2 separate regions of the Mus musculus genome follow, and region 2 is linked to region 1. A link is a contact called in public Micro-C data. All regions are on one chromosome and are shown on one strand. Each heading gives the region's core, a stretch centred on a gene start, on an enhancer-like site or on the middle of the called end of the contact. The rest is flanking DNA. Distances are from core to core; before and after follow the strand shown.

Evidence for each region. A called contact is a pair of places that touch in the nucleus more often than the background predicts.
Region 2: a contact with region 1 is called in a Micro-C map of muscle stem cells, with 5 times the contacts expected there. The contact joins the promoter of Slc6a6 here to the enhancer-like site in region 1. A contact is called at or near these places in 4 of 39 promoter capture datasets (the 3T3-L1 cell line, frontonasal cranial neural crest and liver), 1 of 15 datasets of contacts at CTCF or cohesin (the NIH/3T3 cell line), 14 of 484 Hi-C or Micro-C datasets (the C2C12 cell line, the HL-1 cell line, cerebral cortex and 6 more), 7 of 115 datasets of contacts at active chromatin or transcription factors (the SCID.adh cell line, bone marrow-derived macrophages, embryonic fibroblasts and 2 more) and 3 of 9 other capture datasets (adipose tissue, liver and pancreatic islet).

What each region holds. Positions count from the first base shown.
Region 1 is chr6:91,638,978-91,645,674 of GRCm38.p6, reverse strand. No RefSeq gene overlaps it. Among named protein-coding and RNA genes, the nearest start is that of Gm40387, 18 kb to the left of the region's middle. Within about 2 kb of position 2,469, at least 21 of the 459 cell types and tissues checked have an H3K27ac peak or open chromatin away from gene starts, as enhancers often do. A contact at or near this core is called in the C2C12 cell line, the HL-1 cell line, the NIH/3T3 cell line and 3 more, where this site is marked.
Region 2 is chr6:91,680,033-91,687,231 of GRCm38.p6, reverse strand. Slc6a6 (solute carrier family 6 (neurotransmitter transporter, taurine), member 6) reads right to left here and starts at 3,165. Exons shown (of 15, transcript NM_009320.4): 1 at 2,924-3,165. Gm40387 (a long non-coding RNA gene) reads right to left here. Exons shown (of 3, transcript XR_869270.2): 3 at 6,483-7,199.

The DNA.
Region 1 (6,697 bases), core at 1,220-3,719:
CCGAGTACCCGTGCAGTCCTGGGGAGGCAAGGGGCAGGGAGGGGTGAAAGCTTACCCCTGGAGCACAGGGCAAGGGTTCTGCAGCTGTTCCATCCTCACAGGATCTTCTGGTCGGTAAACAGAGGCTCAAGAAACCGCAGTCACTTACCCAAAGTAACAGCCCAGGGATGGTAGCACTAGAGTTAGAACTGATGGCTGCAGGACTCTTAATGGCTATGTAAATCTTAAAAAAAAAACCTACTATGTGCCTCACGCTGAGCCAGGAAATCTGCCTTCCTCAGAACATTGGACAAGACAACAAACAAGATGAACACTAGAGGACTGTTACCTCTCATTCCACCTCACAGATGCGGAAACTGAGCAGAGAAGAGGAATGTAATCTTCTAGTGTGGCCTTTCTATTCTTCCCTCTCCTCCCCCTCTACCCTCTCAGTGTAGGTAGGGTCCCATGGAACCAAAGCTGGCCTCAAACCGGCTGTGTGGCTGGGATAACCTTGAACGTCAAATTCTCCTGTCTCCACTCCCCAAGTACTGGGAGTGTTAGCGTTCACCACCATACTTGGTTTATGTGGTGTTGGGAATGAACACAACGATTTGTGCATACTCGAGAAGCCACATCCTCAGTCCTGGAGTACGCCTGCAAACTCAAGGCTTGGAAGGCAGCAGCGGGAGGCTCAGGAGTTCAATGTCATCCTACAGAGTTCAGTTCAGCCTGCGCTACAGAAGACCAAGTCTCAAGAAAACCAACAGCATGGCCTGGAAGCATGTGTGCGCGTCGCACACACACACACACACACACACACACACACACACACACACTGCCAAAAGAAAAGCCAGGTGCTAGGTGATACACGCCTTTAATTATTGTGGGAAGGCAGTTGGCAGATCTCTGAGAGTTTGAGGCCAGCCTGGTCTATAGAATGTGTTTGAGGCCAGCCAGGGCTGCCTAATGAGACAAGGTCATCAAAAGAAAAGGAGAGGAGGAAGGAGGAGAATAGGAGGCTGCAAAGGAAGGGCTGGCCTGCGGGGAGGTGTGCAGCCTCACTAACCAGGGCCTGTGGATCAGCACCACAGGACCCGCTTCCCACCTGGTCCTCCTGCCTCTACTTCCTGCCTACCAGGATCCCAGGCACGTGCCACCACACTCAATTTTAAGCTTCGTGCGTACCCACTGAGCTGGGTACCCAGTCTATGTTGAACATCCTCTGTGTTTCTTACAACATTTCTTTTGTCTGGTTTTAAGTTAAATAGCTTGTTAATATTTGTTTTTGGTTTTTTGTTTTTGTTTTAGATAGGTTTTACTATGTAGCTTTGGCTGTCCTGGAACTCACTTTGGTAGACCAGGCTTTGAACTCAGAGTTCTACCTGCTTCTGCCTCCAGAGTGCTGAGATTGAAGGGTTTTTCAGACAGTCTCACATAGTCCAGGCTGGAATTGAATTTCTGATCCTCCTGCCTCAGCCTATTATTGCTGGGATTATAGGCCTGTACCCATATGCCATTCTCTGGCTGAAGTTTTTATTCTCAAGTAACATCTTCATTTAAAAAAAAAGTTCATTTATGTATTTCATGTGCACCTGTTTGTGTGTATATGTATACACACACCTGCAGATACTCATGAATACCAGAAGAGGGTGTTTGATCCTCTGGAGCTGGAGGCTCTGGTGGTTGTGAGCCACCTGATCTGGGTGCTGAAAACTGAACCCCAGTCATCTGCAAAGCAGCAGAGCCCTCTTCCCACCCTCACCCCCAGTTAAGAAATACCACAGATTATTTTCCTGGCTTGGGTGGTTGTGGATGCCTTGGTTACTCCATGTTACCATATCCAGGCCAGATGCAACTGGGCAGGGGACAGGAAGCAGGCATCCTGATGAGGCCTGAGAAGACAGACATCCAAAGGGCACAGAGTGGAGGAGCGTTCTCACTTCTGGCACATGGGACACTCTAAGCCAAGTGTGTGAAGGTTCCCCTTCCCACGGTCACCAACTGGCTGGGGATGAGAAAAGACAGCACTGTGTCCAGCTGGGGTTCATGGGAAGGTCAGAGGACAAGACAGAGCAGCTGCTTGCTTGCACCAACCAAGGAGCTCCAGGCCCAGGGCCCAGGAGCCAGCTACACCTGTCTACAGTCAGGAAACCTATGACACACTCCTTTCTGTGGCTCCCCTGGACTCAGGGATCTCCTCCTCCATGGATCTCTGTACTTCTGGAAGCAGCCCAGTGACTGGCCCTGTCCCCCAACAATGGAAACCACTTAGGCTTATTGCTACCAGTCTTTGCAACAGTCGGACCCTGTGCCAGGATGAAATGAAAGGCCCACCCTTTCCCCCAGCAGACCTTCTTCAGCCTTTGTTTTCATTGAAAGGCCAAGTCCCTTTTGAGAATGTTCTTAAAGATTCTTGATAGTATCTGAGTTCTGTGGCCACAAATAGGACGTGACTCATTTTGAAGCTGAAGCTGGAGCCGGAGCCGGAGCCGGAGCCCAGCCTGGGTCTCCATGTGTAAATGAATGAGAGAGCAAGTATGTGGGGGAAGGCTGGGGGAGAGGGCAGGGCAAGGTTGGGTCAGAAACCTTGTTCAGCTCAGGAGGCCAGTCCCTTGCTGCCACATCTCTGCTGACACCTGGATGCCCTGCCCTGGGATGGAAGAAGTCCCTGTAGCTTCCCAACTTCTGCTCCCGGTGCAAGGATGCAGCCTCTTGCTCCAGGGCTACAGAGGACCAGGTGCTCACCATCCCCAGGAGCTCTCTGCCCTACATGAGGGGGCATCCTGGCTGGAGGCCACATCTGTGACCTCTGATGTGGGGACACAAAGGCATGTACCACCAGGATCAGAGGGTAATTCCAAGCACCAAGCCCCCAGCCGCACACACACTTTTATTCTAAGCCTCGTACCCCTGAATTTGCTGTATCACCCCAGTAGGAGTCATGAGGCTCCTGTGAGCTTCCTTTACAAAACTATGTAAACAGATTCGTGAGGGACTGACCCCCCCCCCCAGCCTCTGCCATTGTTGTCAGCCTAGGACACACTAGCTCTCTTCTACTTCAGGGTCTTTGCACAGGCTCGTCCCTCTTCTTCCCTCTCAGAGTCATGCTATCCTGGGGTTTTGGCTTCTTCCCTTCTTTGGACATACCTCCTACAGACCTTTCTTGACCACCTTAAATGTGGGGGACAAGTCTAGGTGGCTGTTCCTTTGTAACTGCCCTGGCAGAAATGAAGATGTTCTAAAGAGACACTTGTGTCTCTCCATCTGAATTCCAGACTATTGAAACAATAGACTCCCCCAAGATGGGAATGTCCCCAGGAATCTCATACTGGGAAAAGAAAAAGGTGAAGCCAGAGAAGAACTTGTTTCCTAGAAAGAGATTTCTCACAGTTCTAACAGCTTGTCAGACCGCCATACAAGGGGAGACTGAAACCCAAACAGTGATGGGTCAGTGATGGGGTGGGGCCACACCTTGAACAGGGCTGCTTAGATGCACACATCCTTGGCCTCTATTTAAACTTTGTTGATACTTCAGGACCCCGAAGACAGACTTAAGGAGGTTCTCTGGATCTCTCTGTCCCTCTTCCCAAGGTGGCCACACTGAATAAATCTCCTTTTCTGCTTTCTACAGTTAATTCAACTCTTTTGATTGGCTTATTAAGGATGCGTGGCTGGACTCAGCTTGAGCTGCAGGCTGTAATCTCCAAATTCAGTATCACCTTCACTACCCAAGGAGGCCCGGGAAGGGGACATCAGCCTGTGGTCTGGCTCAAGGTACCACATTCTGATTGTGTGGGAGAAGGCCAGGCTTTGGGCTGTGGGTTTTGGACCCACTATCTGCTAGCTGCTGGTCCTCACCATCATGCAACCTGCTATTGACTGGTGCCTATGAAGAGATGGCACCTCAAGCCTGATTTAGCAGTAGGAGAATCTGGGGCTCAGCACTGTTCCAAGGCCACCCTAAACAACAACAAAAAAGACAGAGACTGCAAATCCCAGCTGTATCCCCCTCTGCTTCCTTCCTGCTCCATCCCTGTCCTCATGGGTCTTCTTTTTTTTTTTTTTTTTTAAGATTTATTTATTTATTATATGTAAGTACATTGTAGTTGTCTTCAGACACTCCAGAAGAGGGAGTCAGATCTCGTTACGGATGGTTGTGAGCCACCATGTGGTTGCTGGGATTTGAACTCTGGACCTTCGGAAGAGCAGTCGGGTGCTCTAACCCACTGAGCCATCTCACCAGCCCCTCATGGGTCTTCTAAGGTTTGCCCTTCTACCCTTAAGACTGGCTCTGATTCACAAAGCCAGGCAACAGATCCAGAGGAGAGTGTCTGTGCCAAGGAGGGAGGCTCCAGGGCTGTGGACCCTGGGGTGAGTGAGTGAGTCCTGCTCAAGCTTCAGGAACAGGGAGATGAAAGCAGGTTGACCAGATGGCCCTGTTTGTCCTTGATGGTCTTGATCTGAGCACTGAAAGGTCTGTTCCCTGGGGTGTCCTCTGCTCTGGGCAGTTTGGGTTGCTCCAGTGAAGGGAAGATGAGGTGAAGGCGGGGATGGGGTAGTGAGTGGTAGACAGGTACCAGGGCTTAAAGACTAGGCCTGGGAGAGGAAGGGCTAGATCCCAGGGGCCTTGAATGCCAGGAACAAAACTAAAGAGTCAGGAACCCGTGAGACTTACTGGGGTCACCTCTGGCAGAAGGAGACCTTGAAGGGGAAGAAAGTAGCCTGAGTGTATTCCCCAGAAACACCTCAGTGTACCCTCCAGTTTCACTTGTCCTTGCTTGGCTTAGAAATCACCAATCTGAGCTACACGTGGTGGCCCACACTCAGAATGCCATGCTCAGGATGCTGAGGTGGATTGCCAACTGGGTGATGGAATGAGATTTTTGTCTCAAAACAAACGAAAACAAAAAGTGTGGTAGTACCCTCCTGCCACTCTAACACGGGGACAATGGAAGACAGAAGATCGGAAGTTCAAATTCATCCTAGATAAAGCAAGTTTAAGGCCAGCCTGGGCTACATGAGAACTTGGTTTAAGAAAACGAGAGGGTAGCTGGAGAGATGGCTCAGTGGTTAAGACTATTTCCTGTCCTGGCAGAGGATCCAGGTTTGGTTTCCCAGCACTCATACGGTGGCATACAAGTGTTTGTAACTCCCGTTCCAGGGAATCCAATGCACTCAGTGACCTCTGTGGTCTCCTGTTCACATGTGATACACACACAGATATTGTAGTGGCTATTCCTGGTTGTCAACTTGACTATATTTGGAATGAACTACAATCCGGAATTGGAAGGCTCACCAGTGACCCTTATCTGGAGGCTTGGAGATCCTTATCTGGATCTTGGTTTGGAGATCTTGAGCCATAGTGGCTATGGATTCCAGAAGATTGAATCTCCGAGTTTAAGGAACACACCTTTAATCTGGGCTACACCTTTCATCTGGGATTAAAGGTGTGGTGGAACACACCTTTAATCTGGGCGACATCTTCTGCTGGAGACAATATAAGGACATTGGAAGAAGGGAGTCTAGCTCTTGCTCTTGCTCCTTCACCTGCTTGCTGTGTGAGACTGAGTAACTGCTAGATCCTTGGACTTCCATTCACAGCTGCGACTGAACAATTGTTGGGAATTGGGCTGCCGACTGTAAGTCATCAATAAATTCCTTTACTATCTAGAGACTATCCATAAGTTCTGTGACTCTAGAGAACCCTAACTAATACAGATATACACACATGGAGAGACACACAGACACAAACACACAGACAAACACACACACAGATACACACACATAGATACATACACAGACTCAGACACAGACACACAAACAAACACACACAGACACACACACACAGACTCAGACAGACACACAGACACACAGATACATACACAGATTCAGACACAGACACACAGACAGACAAACACACACAGATACATACACACACATACACACAGACTTAGACAAACACACAGACAGACACACACACACTACACATATGCCATCACTACACACACACACACACACACACATACACACAACACAGGCACACACAGAAAGGCACACACAGACAGGTACACACAGACAGGTACATAGACAAATACCACATACATGCACACACACAGGCACATAAGCATGAAGACAGATAGACAGAAAGACAGATAGACACACCACATAGACCAGATACACACACTACACCTACACCATACACCAACACACACACACACACACACACACACACATAGACACACATACCACATATACCAGATACATGCACTACACATATACCATATACCACATACACACAGACACACACACCACAAACACTACACATACACCACCACACATATGCAAACATAAACACACACAGAGAAACACACACACACACACACACACACACACACACACACACACACACACACACACACACTTTTTTAAAGGGGGAGGTATGGGAGAGAAGGCTCAGCATTGTTCTTCCAGAGTTCCATTGCCAGCAGCCCTATCAGGAGGCGCACAACCTTCTGTACTTCCAGCTCTAGGAGATCTAGCATCTTCTACTGGACTTCATGGACAATTGCATTCACACTTGCACATACCCACATACAGATATACACATACACACATAACTAAAAGTAATATACATCTCTTTTTTTTAAAAAAAACAACAATTAAGTAAATACATATTAAAATAAAAATTAATCAAGCAACCAATCTCTGACCTGAA
Region 2 (7,199 bases), core at 1,916-4,415, 41 kb before region 1:
ATTAAGAAAGAGCCCTAGGCCAGGCAGTGGTGGCACACACCTTTAATCCCAGCACTTGGGAGGCAGAGGCAGGTGGATTTCTGAGTTCGAGGTCAGCCTGGTCTACAGAGTAAGTTCCAGGACAGCCAAGGCTACACAGAGAAACCCTGTCTAGAAAAAAAAAAAAAAAAGAGCCCTAGTTCTCCACCAGGGCATGGATGCCCCAGAACCATAGCTACTCCACACAACACATAGATTCAAACTTCTTTGGCTAGGCTAACTTGACAAACACCACGAAGCAAGCTGCAGCCTCCTCAAAGAGTCTGATTCTTGCCTACAACCACTGCCAAAGTCAGTCGGCACAGCTGGAACCCCAGGCCAACCCTCTATTCCCACCCAGATCGCAGCAATGGCAGTAGCTGGGCAACATTCCAGGGAGTCCTTGTGATTGACAGCTCTTTCCTGTCTCCAGGAATGTGCTCAGTGACTCATGGCACCTTATCACTGAGACCTTTGGAAACTTTCGGAGAACTAAACCTTTGACAAGTTGAGGTTAGAAGCAGGGAGCCCCCCTCACCCCCAGTGCCCAGCCTGCCTTTGGGTTGGGTGGGGGTGGGGTGGCACAACACCTGCTGCAGGTGGATGGATGGTAGCTGGGCTCCACTGGAAGGTGCAGAGAAGCAAGAAGGAATATAAGGTACTAAGGACCACCCCCACCCATACACCCTCCAGCCCTAAGGACCAGAATACCTTTGTCTCTCCTTTTCTCCAGAACCTTCTCCACCTTAATGTCCCCATCTTAATGTCCCCAACAAATCAGTGGCCCAAGTGCCGTGAAGCCTAAATGTACAGCTGGCCATGGCAAAGCTTTTTGGAATCCCAATTCTGTATAGTGCAAGCAAGGCAGGCTCCTAGGCAGTTCTCATTGACCCATCTATAGAATGGGCTGTTCCCCCAGCCCTGAGCCTCCAGATTCTACCAAGCAGATGTGGATACAGAGGGGGTTAGAAAGTCAGGAAGGCTGACCACAACAGAGCTACAGGCAGTACCAGGGTATCCCCAAAGGACAAAAGCTCTCTCCGGACAGCACCATGGCCCTTGCCACATACCACAGTGACCTGAGACCTCGTGACACCCTCTAATCAGCAGCTCTAGAGCCGAGCCCGGCTTTACAGCTTACCACAAGCTTATTCAGCCTCATCTCCCTCAATCCCTTCAAGGACAAGGCGAGGCTGGCCTTAGCGTCCTTGTCGCCTGGACAGCCAAGCCCAAGCTAAGAGAACTACCCAAGGTCACCATTAAGAGGAACACAGTCTTTCTGGGGACAAGAAGACTCTTGGATCCCCAGTTGACATATCCAATGGGTAGTATGCCCCACCCATTTTACAGATGAAGAGACTGAGGACAAGAAATACTGCCCAAGGTTAACTGAGTGGCTGAACCAAGGCCTAAGACAACCTCCAACCATCTGCCAATACCATCCTATTGTGGGTTCTCAGCTGGTGCCTAGGTCCCCCTCCAGCCACCCACCATCATCTTGCTAAAACACCTCCCTCTCACCCCCCACTCCCCGATGACTCCCTGGTAGAGAGGGAGGCAGGCAGGCCGTTGCTAAGCACTCACCAGCTCTCTCATAAAAATAAACTCCTTCTGGCTTAGAGACTCTGAGTGAGATCCCCTCCCTACCAGCAACAAAAAAAAAATTTTTTTTTTCTTTTAATTTAAAAAAGATCTCTATGACATTTATTTGAAAGCTAGCTGTGCCAAATCGGAGGCCAATTTACTGACATCCAATTGGAGCCACGTGCTACCAATCCGCAGTCCGAGGACCCTCCGGGTCAAGCGCCTGGCCAGTCTTTGAGATGATTTATTTCCCCAGGCAGGAAATGGGGGCCCAGGCTGTCTCCCAAGCCTTTGGGGCTGGTCCTAGGGAAGGCAGGGATCTGGCAGAGGCCAGGCAGTGACCAAAATAGCCAGGTCGGTGGCCCTGCTGAGCACACGCCTCCCTTGCCGCCAGGCTACAGCCTAGGTTGAGGCTTTGGGACTGTAGGATCTGTTCCTGAGACTGGTTCCTTGTGTGGCTTCCCCAGTGGGAGCAGACCAGAACCTCCCACCCAAAAGAGGAACCCATAAAGTGAAGGGGAGCAGTCTAGAGGAAGATGTGTTCAGCTGGTGCTACCCATTGCCCCTGGCTGTCGTTTCGGGCCTCAGCCCTGCTACTCAAGCCTGGGAGCGACTGTCACACCTGCGTGCCACACCCAGGCAGCACCTGGAGCCATACCGCCCTTTTACCTCTCCTAAATACTACGAAGAACCAAAGATGTCCATTGGGCCCACTGGGCACAAGGGATGGCCTCTCGGGTACAGCTAGAAGACACTAGACTTGCCCCCAACCACAGATCCAGGGATCCAGGCACATTCGGGCACACACACGTGCACACGGCCAGGGTTCCGGAGACACAGCCACACGTACAGGTTCACATAGGCAAGATGTGTGTGTGTGTGTGTGTGTGTGTGTGTGTGTGTGTATCAGAAGACAGAGCCACACGGCCACACTACACTCAGGTAAGGCAGCCCCGGACATAGCCCTGGTCATATCACACACCCCGGGGCGCACATGTACACGGCTGCCTAGGGTGGAGAAACAGCCACTCTCAGAAACAGAGACATCCAGGGACAAGGAGGCACCCCGTGGGACACACACACACACACACACACACACACACACACACACACACCTGCCGCCGCACCAGCAGCCCCAGCCCCTTCGCCAGGGAAACAATAACTCCCTCTCCAGCAGAGCTGAACAGGAGACCCTCAGTCCCTCCCTCAGGGGTGAAGGGGATGAAAGAGCGCGGGGAGGCCAGACCCGCAGGGACCCGGTGAGGTGGCGGAGCGCGGCCCGGGGAGGGGGCTGCAGTCGCGGCCCACACGCCCTGGGTACCTGGGTGGCTAAGCCCACAGCGGATGGCCCGGGGCTGGCGAGGCTGGCGGGACTGGCGGCGATCGCGGCGTTGGCGGCTGGGCACGGGAGCTCGGCAGCAACCAGGTCCCGGAGCACGACGCTGGCGGCGGCGCGGAGGAAGCGGTAATTTATAAGCGGCTTCTCCCTGACCTCGCGTGTCTGTTGTCTGAACAGGCAGCTCTCCGCATCACCCATCCTGCTGGGTGGAAAAATACCAGCTTGGCCGGGCCTGGGCGGGGCCTAGGGAGGGGCCTGGTCTGTCGGCCACGCCCACACACGGGGCGCGCGCGCGCGCGCGCACACACACACACACACACACACACACACACACACACGCACGCACGCGCGCACGAGCTCGGACACACAAAGAGCCGGAGCTCGCCTCGTCGAGCGCGCGCACCCATCCTCATGCTCCATCCAAACGCTGGTGGCTAATGGCACTGCTCAGGCCTCTCATGCAGGCGATGAGGAGTTAGAGACCCAGACCCCTGGCTCATCTCCTGTCCTGATATTACCACACCACAACGCTCTCTAACACACCCACCTAGGTCTGTGGACGAGGCCTGTGGCTGCCGCAGCAGCTAGATCCCTACCAGAATCTGCTCCTCCCCCATTGCCCCGAGTCCTCTCAGGGCCAGTGTGCAGCTCTGCAAGCCTGGCTGAGCTGCCGTGGAAGTGATAATGGAGGCCAAGTCCCCCACCCCCACCCCCACCCCCACCCCTGGCCCACATGAGGCTGTGTTTTCGAAGCGCCCCGACTTCGTCGTGGCTGTGTGACATCAGGCAAGTTCCCCAGACCTTCTGTGTCTTAGTTTCCTCATCTGTAAAACGGAAATAAAAATAGTGGAACTCATCACTTCTGGCTGCTGGGAGGGTCCAAGGTTAACAGTGTAAAGAGTCTGAACAGGACACCAGGCACCTAGGAAGTGCCAAACGAGTGTCAGCAAATGTGACTATTTTTAAATGGAGATGGGGAGTGTGCCATTATTCTTGTCCTTATTTGAATGAGCATGTCCTCCATCTGATTGTACACACCCACAGCCTGGCTGAGCCTGAGGTGGCGCTGTGTGACCTTCAGTAAGGCCTTCCCCCTCTCTGCTTGCCCACTTCCTTTTCTTTCTTCTCCACTCTCTCTGCACATAAGTGTCAATTATGTAGCATGGCTATCCTGTCTCTTAAACTGGGAATGGTAGCCCCAGACCTGACCAGCCTGAATCCATTGTCCTAGGCTGGCATAAGACACCAAGAAGCAAAATAAGGTGGTGGTGTGACTCAAGCCTTTAATCCCAGCGCTGGGAGGCAGAGACAGGCAGATCTCTGAGTTCAAGGCCAATCTGGTTTACAGAGTGAGTTCCACTAAGGCTGCACAGAGAAAACCCGTCTTAAAAAAAAAAAATCCAGACTCACATTTCATTACCCACAGCACAAAGGGCTGAGACCAGGGGGTAGGTCAGAGAGTAGGAAAGTGGCTGTTTTGAACCCAGAGCAGACTTCAGGAAGCCCAGAGCCTTTGGGCAGACAGAAGGGTGGGGGTGGGGAACAGAGGAAGCAAGGGCTGTAAGGCTGCAAAAGCCTGCAGGCATGGTGTCACAGGACTCTACAAAGAGTCAGGGCAGGGGAGGCCACAGAGGCCTGGCAGGCCCAGGGATTCAATTCGGAAAGCCTGGGCAGGCCTGAGCCTAAGAATGATCGACACAGTATCACACAAGGGATGACTGGGAAGAATGGGAGGAGGTGGCTCAGGCCTTCATCAGTCTCCCCTTCTGTAATGTCAACTCGGTGAGATCTGGTCCTCGAACTCCCATCAAGTACACAAAGCATCACAGGCCTGGTGCACAGAAAGTGCTCAGCTACACTTGCATTTATTTATGTATGTGTATGTAAGTGTGTATGTATTATATTTTGAGATAGGGATGGCACTACATTGCCTGGCCTGGTCCCAAATTGTTGGGTTCCAAGTCACCTTCCTACTGCAGAGCCCTTGGGTAGCTGGGGTCATAGCTGAGTGACATCTGGGTCACTGCAACTACTATATTTATTTAGTTAGTTTCCTTTCTTCAGCATTTTCCCGGCTGGTAGAATTCACTTCATGTAAACAAGGCCAACCCGCCCCTCCCCAGAGCATCCCTGGGAGCTCAGCACTGCTAGTTCTCCCACTTTACAGAAGGGAAAACTGAGCCACAGAGAAAATAGCTGGCCTGGGGGACGCTTGGCCAGTGAGTCACAGGGCTGGAATCTAAACCTAGACCATCTGTTTGTTTCCAGGGGAGCTTTGGAAGAACCCAGCCCCAGGCTGTGGGTGCAGCAGATCAGTCAGGCATGGAGTATGAACTTAACATGTGAGAGGCCATGGACTGTCAGAGCGGTCAGAAGTCTCAAGCAGGGCAGCCTGAACTGAATCCAGCCCCAGATGTTCTGCTGCTTGGCCTGTGGTGGGCTCCATCCATCGTGATTTGAGTTCATTGCCAGGAATCAAAATTGATATATGAATGCATGTACCCTCACCTGCTCAGCTGCTTAGGCAAGATTGCCTAGCCTAGGAGTCTAGAGGTGGCCTGACAACATAGAGACACTGAGTCTCTTTAAAAAAAAATAATTTCAGGCTGTTGGGTGGTAGTGCATTCCTTTAATCCACTTGGGAGGTAGAGGCAGGTAGATCTCTTGAGTTCCAGGCTAGCCTGGTCTAGAGAGCAATTCCAGGACTACACAGAGAAACCTTGTTTCAAAAAACAAAAATAGATAATAATCATTATTAATAGTGTTATATAATAATTGTTATAATTATATGTTATAATATAATTATAAAATAATACTATATAATAATGATATTCTTATTACTGTTATTTTGATCTGGGCATGGTAGTATTCACCTTTAAACCTAGAGGGCAGAGGAAGGTGAATCTCTGTGAACTTAAGGTCATCCTGGTGACAGTGAATTTCGGAGTAGCCAGGACTACATAGTAAGAGCCTGTCTCAAATAATTTGCTCAAACACAATGGCACATACCTGTAATCCAAGCATCTAGGAGATAGAGGATGTGGAGTTCAAGTCCAGCCTTGGAGACAGAGAGTATGAGACCAGTCTTGGCTACACAAGACTCTGTGTCAAACAATTTAAAAATAAAATAAAATAAAATAAGTAGGGGGCCAGTGAGATAGAACAACAGAGCTCCAATTGCTCATGCAGAAGGCCAGAGTTTAGTTCCCAGGACCCACAGCAAGCAGCTCACAGTCACCTTTTAATTCCAGCCTCAAGGGATCTGATGCTTTCTTCTGGACTCTGAGAACACCTGAATGTACATACCTACATACACACACACAAACGCACACGCGCACACACACACACACACACACACACACAGGGGGGGGGGGGGCAGCAGACAGACAGACAGAGACAGAGAAACAGAGAGACAAACACAGAGACAGAGAGGCAGGCAGGCAGGCAGGCAGGCAGACAGTCAAGATAGACAGACAAAGAGACAGACACACAGAGAGAGTATTTAAAGGCTGGGGCAGGAGGGTTGGCTGAAGTTTAATAACATCCTGTCTCAAAAACAAACCAAGGAGGGCCAGCAAGGATGGCTCAGCAGGCAAAGGTAATTTCTGCAAAGGAGATCCAACCTGAGCTGCAGAACCTGTATGATAGAAGGAGAGAGCCAACTCTGACCTCTACATACATTGTGGTACCCACGTGCACATTAGTGAACGAACGAATGAATGAATGAATGTAAAAAAAAGTTTAAAAGAGGAAATTTTGGGTTCTCTTGAAAATTGTCAGAATGAGCCCCTTGCTCAGCCACAAATATCTAGCACTGAAGAGTACGCTCCCACGGTGGAACGAGACCCCTCCAGAGAGATATCATAGCACTCCTTGGTTTGTAAATGTCTCCATGTCACTAGCTGGTCCTGAAGGAGGCTTAGCTGAGACCCAGGCCAGAGATGGGAGCTGGAAGATTCAGAGAGAACTGTTGGGCACACAGGGCACCAAAACCATTGGCACTTAGAAGGTCCTTCAAGGAAAGGCAGGCAGAAGTTCCTTCCACGAGCCAATATTGGCTGACATTCCAATGGGACTAATTTCTCATTTCAGAAATGAGAAATCAATGTCCAGGCAGAGCTCCTGGGGAACGTGTGCAGGGTAATGCCCAGGTTCCAGGCTTTTGGTCCGTGGCTATTACTGCGTGCAGTGAATGGGATTTGTAAAATGCCACTGAGACTACATTATTCAGCAGCTCTCAGTAGTGACATCAAATCGA